Regions from separate parts of the Triticum aestivum genome. Here region 1 is linked to region 2. The links are chromatin contacts, called in public Hi-C maps. All regions are on one chromosome and are shown on one strand. The core of a region is the stretch at or near the end of the contact, and the rest is flanking DNA. Distances in the headings are between cores, read along the strand shown. Region 1 holds the start of LOC123157014 (transducin beta-like protein 3). Region 2 holds the start of LOC123155691 (probable LIM domain-containing serine/threonine-protein kinase DDB_G0286997).

Region 1 (2,839 bases), core at 16-2,515, 230 kb after region 2:
ACATAGGGGAAATTTAAGCCAGATTTCAATCCTCCCGCTATACCTTATCCCTTCCTGCACTGAGCAATGTTAGCCCGTCTTCTGATAATGCCAACGAAGTCACTGTTGAAAAATGTGCGTTAAGCACCGCAATGCATTTTTTGCTTTCAAGGTTCCAAACGCGCACTGTGCCATCATCACTTCCTGAAAATAACTAGACATCGAGAAAATAATGAGGCTACAAATACCATGAATGCAATGAGAAATAGAAGGCATGTATCACAAAAACCAACAACAGCTCAGTGGGGCTAATACTGAGTTACTTGCACCAAGAAGAAAAAAGTTTGATTTCAATTGATCATGTTTTCTTCACATGTAAGTAATTTATCTCCAAAATCATACTCACCAGAAGGCGCTTTGGATCTCTGTGGAACATTATGGTCGTCACAACACCTGTATGACCTCTAAAGAAATGTGTGCAAAACCCACCATCCACATCCCACACGCAAACCTTCTTGTCTGCTCCGGCGGTTGCAAGCAACCCACCAGAAGCATGGCATGACATGGCCATAACAGGACCATCATGTCCCTGTTAAGTCATAACAAAAAACAAATGAGCATACCTCGGATATTGAGGAACAAAAAGAAGGCAGTACTAATACGCTCAAATGAAAAATTTATAGCTGCAGAAGATGTTGACATTTATATGTGTAAATCCTCCATTCTGTCACCAGAGAAGAGACGAAGATTAGAAAAAGCACCTACCTTCCAGCTGCGGATGCAAGTGCGAGACGCGAGGTCCCAGACCCTGATAAGCTTGCTGTGGCCAGCAGCAAAGAGCAGGCGGGAGTCGGGGGACAGCGCGATCCCCGTGACGGCCTCGGAGTCGCCGTCGATGGGCTCCCCTATGGCGGAGGCGTCGGCGGCGGACACCACGCGCAGCTCGCTGCCGCAGGCGCACGCGAGGAACGCCTCCTCGGCGTCGCCCTCGCCCTCGCCGCGGGGGGCGCGCCCGACGGCGAAGGGCCCGCCCGTGTAGAACTGCTGCAGCGAGCGGTCGCAGCGGTAGTTGTTCTTGGGCCCCTGCGACAGAGCCATGGCGTTGCGCGTCGGCGGCGGGTCGTCGGAGCTAGGGTTTTGCAGTGGTGGCGGCGCGAGAAGGGGGGAGCAGGGTTTAAGTCGGCGGCGTGGCCGCGCGGGACAGTGGGCGGCGGCGGCGGCTTGAGGATGGGAGAGGACGAGAGTGCGGCGGCTAGGTTCGGTTGGCTTCTCTGCTCGATTTTTTTTTGGGGACATGGCTTCTCTGCTCGTAAAACCTAATGTGCTGACTTACTGGACTGGGCCGGGGACGGTGGGCTGGCAGGCAAAGCTGGACTGGGAAGCTACTACTACTATTTATTTAAATATAAAGGGCCCACATGTCAGCTAATCGGGCGACCCATCGAGTGACCCACGGGCAGGACCTCATGCCCATACCCTACCTGGGTTATCCATCGGGCTAACCCATGGGTGAATATGCTGACCCATACCCTACCCATTCGGGTCGGGTGCCCATGGGTCGGATTGCCGGGTTGAGGCGGCAGTGCGTCTATGCGGGAGGGAGAGAAGCCTAAGGCGTCGACACGTGTGTCCCTGACGCAGCGACATTGAGGGCTGTGGCCCTGTTGGGCTCACTTTTAATTTTGTTTTGAGCAAATATTCTGAGCTCACATAAGTGGGGTGTGTGTGTGGGCGGATGCTATCCCCGCATAGGTTGGGGAATAACGATCAAAACACCAACCCCGCGCGCCTCGTCTTCAGTGTAGGCCGGCCTATTTTGGGTTTTTCTCCACCGACTTTGAGAAGTTTCTAGAACCTTCCCTGAACCAGATTTCCTTATTCTTTTTTCGTTGCTTTTTCTCTGGTTCTTTTTTCCTTTTTCTTTTATGTTTTTACCTTTTTACCTCTTTCTTTTTAGTTTTTCTTTTTCTTTCTCTTTTATTTTTTTCTTCTTTTTCATTTTTATTTTTCCTTTTCCAAACTAAACAATATCTAAAATACATATTTTTTTTAAAAATGATGAACAATTTCTGAATTCATGATTTTGTTTTTGCAAATTGCAAACATTTTTTAAAGTGTGAACTTTTTTTGAATACAAGAACTGCTTTTGAAATTTGTGAATTTTTTTTCAAACTCATGAATATTTTTTTAACATTTTTGAAACCGACGAACATTGTTGGAATTCTCAAAAAATGAGGTTCAAGTACATTTTTCAACTTGAGCACATTTTTTGAGATAGTGAATATTTTTCGAACTCACAAACATATTTTAAACTCCATGAGTATTTTTTTCAGTTCAAGATCATTTTTAAAAAGTCATGAATATTTTTCAAACTCACTAACATTTTTTAATATGCAAACCATTTTTTAAATTCATGAACATTTTTTAACATTCTCAAACTCTTTCCAAATTTATGACATTTTTTTAAATGCGCAAACATTTCTCTAACCTGATGAGTCGATATGGTCCAACAAATTTTGTTATTAAACTTCATATGAAAAGAATCAAACAATAATGTCATAACCAGCAGGTGAAGGCATTGACTGAAAATAATCAAAAAAAATTATTAGACTTTGTATGAAAATTATTTTTGTTAACTGTAATGTGTTAGAATAGCAACAATAAGCTTAAGTCACCATGTGTGCCTCATGAAACCTGATTAGTACATTAGGCATGGGCTTAAAATTTTTGTCTTTGTTGAATATATTTTCTTGATTGTTGTATCCATGCAATACTAATCAAATATCTATATTTTAGCTAGATTTTTGTTTATTAGGTTTTAGATGGTTTCCCCTGGTACCTTGGAACATTTTGAATCTTA
Region 2 (2,753 bases), core at 44-2,543:
CACATCTTCAGGCCGCAGGCTCATGAACACTGGTATTGGCTCAACCGGCGCCCCTCCACGCACATCGTTGGCATAGTCATTCATGACTGGATCGGAGTGGGCGTGAGGCAGAGCCTTGACACACATATTGCAGTCCTGAAACCAGGTCGCATTTTCTGGTGGCTGCTGATTCAGACCCTGCATAGCCTCTCTATGATCGTTCATGAACACTGGTGGCAGTGGTGGTAGCTGTGAGAGTGGCTGACGGTACCTTGCTGCCTCCGGATGTGGATGCGGATGCGGGTGTGGATGTGGATGGGGGCTTGGCTGAGGGGGCGCAGCACTCTCCTGCGGCTTCACCGGGACAGGGGCGGGAGCAGCATTGGTGAAGACATCAACAAGCAGCTGCTGAGGTTGCGGCGGAGCAGCAAAAGCCGATCTGGCGGCGTCGTAGGAGCAGGTGGAGGTGGGGGAGACAGCAGTCGGGGAGCCCCCGCCGCCGCCGCCGCCCCCTCCCCCTCCCCCTCCCCCTCCTCCAGAGGAAGGCACGGCCGGGGTAGGAGGGGGAGGCCCGCCGTCGGAGCACTGGGTGGACGACAGGCTGGCGATGCTGTCCTTGCGCACAATGCCGTTGACGGCCTCGAGGTACCTGAGGCCGGCGTCGAAGCCGGCGGCGCCCTCGCCTCCCTCGTCCCCGGGCGCGGCCGCCTCCGAGACGGGGAAGATGAAGACCCGCAGCTTGGGGCTGGCGACGGCCAGCTTGTCGTACTCCTCCACCATGTTGTCGAGATCCTCGGGCGAGGAGACCGAGATGAGCGCGTCGAGGCCCTCGTCGGGGAGCTGGTACTTGACCGCGAAGTGCGGGCCCGTGGCGCCGCCGTAGGCGTCGGCGAGGCGGGCCAGCAGGTCCTGCAGCGCCACCCCGCGCGGCACGGACACGATCCGGGTGTCGCCGCCGGCGTACCGCAGCGTCCCGTCCCCGGGCCGCGGCAGGATGCGCCCGCCGAGGCTGCACAGCAGCTTCATCCGCTCCCCTCCTCCTCCCCCGCCCCCGCCGCCGCCGTCCTCGGCCATCCCGCCGCGGCGGCGCGGGTCCGCCCCCACTCCCCTCCCCCCTCCCCTCCTTCCCCGGATCTAACCCCGCAGGGCTCGGGCCGGGCCACAAACCAAACCCCCTCACCTCCACACCACCAGGAACCCTACCGCCGGCCGGATTCGGGGACTCCGGCGGCGGCGGGCGGCTCAATGCTCAGTCAATTGAAATTTTTTTCCGGGGGAGGGGAGTGGGGAGCGGGGGCGGGGGGTGGGGGGTGGGAGGGGTGCGTTCTACTCAAAAACCCTTGGCTCGCTCGCTCGCTCGCTCTCCCCGGCTGCTGCCTGCCTGGCTGGCTCGGCGTTGGTGTTGGCGTTGGTGTCCCCCTCGCCCCGGTTTTATATATTTTCCGGGCCTTGGATTTTCCCGTGCCGGAATTTGGAGCCTTCCCTTTGGTTTTCCGTGTGGTTCTCCCCCCCGCCCCCTTTCTGTTTGCCTTTGGGCTTTGGAGCATTGGCAAAACCTTGGGTTTGGGTTTTGAATCTGTGGGTCTGTTGCGGAAGAGGCCATTCGTGTTGGTGGAATTCGGCCGGGCGCCCCACCTTCCGGTTTGTTAGAAAAGGGGGGGCGTTCTAGAGGGGGTCGGAAGTTCACCTGCGTCGCCACCGCTCGATCCATCACAAATTTATGGTATTAACTAAGTGTAATTACTATAAAATTGTTTTGTTGATGTGGAACGTGATGGCAAGTGTATTGAAGGAATCCAATGATGATTTAAATTTAATTGCACACGATAAGGTAGTTGGTTGGTGCTGAACAGGCGTCGAGAAACAAAATTTGTACACCTACATCAATAGGATCATAGTGACATCATGTGTACATGCAAATGATTTCCCGTGGTGCATGGGCTATTTTTTTAATTCATGTTCATTTATATTTATTTCTTTTGATTATAAAATGTATGATGCAATTATATGTATCCTAATTAGGTTGCATGCAATAAAATAAGTCAAGAAAACTCACAACTTTGGGGGGTCATGCTCCGCTTTATTTTTCCAGCGATGAATTCAGGTAAGTTAGGGGACATGATTTGTGTGGAAACTCGTGACCTGAGTAGAGGGGAAACAAAGAAACGACGATGTGACAAGGCGGCGGTGTTTGTGCCTTGTTTGGGTGGGGGGGGGGGGGGGGGTAGTGGCCAGTGATGGGGGGTGGTTGCAGATCAGCTCGAGAAGAATCATGGCGGGGTGGCGGGTGGTCATCGTTGATCGGGCCAACATGTGTCAACAATAATAGGGCGAGGGAGACCTATGGAGGCGGAGTTTGGAGAATATCACCTTGGGATCGACATCGAAATATCTTGATGGAGTGAGAGCTCGGAGGTGGAAGGGGCGGCGGCGAGGGGGGGGGGAGGTTATTAGGTCTTGATGGCCGGGTCCGTGAGAGGTTGTATTTATATAGCGATCGAGCAAGTTTTTTTTAATCTATATCTAGAGGCTCGATGAGGTTTTCTTACCATAAATATCTCCTTGTTTTATAACAATGTGCATGAAAGGAATAAATGTATATATGACATGTTTGAAGCGGAAATATCGTTTGGAGCCCAGGCCCAATGGAGCCCATTGTTTTTGAAAAGTTACAAAATTGTTGAAGTTCCAAAAGAATCTAGAAAAAATCCACCTTATATATAGTTGTATTCTAGGTGCTTGTAAAATATTATCAGGAAATAATGGAATTCAAA

Evidence for each region. Hi-C and Micro-C count contacts between places; a contact is called where the count stands out from the background.
Region 1: a contact with region 2 is called in a Hi-C map of leaf, with 7 times the contacts expected there. The contact joins the promoter of LOC123157014 here to the promoter of LOC123155691 in region 2. A contact is called at or near these places in 3 of 5 Hi-C or Micro-C datasets (all in leaf).

The regions. Positions count from the first base shown.
Region 1 is chr7B:700,917,838-700,920,676 of IWGSC CS RefSeq v2.1, forward strand. LOC123157014 (transducin beta-like protein 3) reads right to left here and starts at 1,266. Exons shown (of 14, transcript XM_044575236.1): 1 at 745-1,266; 2 at 386-568; 3 at 44-193. The coding sequence starts at 1,077.
Region 2 is chr7B:700,691,821-700,694,573 of IWGSC CS RefSeq v2.1, forward strand. It overlaps LOC123155691 (probable LIM domain-containing serine/threonine-protein kinase DDB_G0286997), which reads right to left and starts at 1,294. Exons shown (of 9, transcript XM_044573843.1): 1 at 1-1,294. The coding sequence starts at 1,053.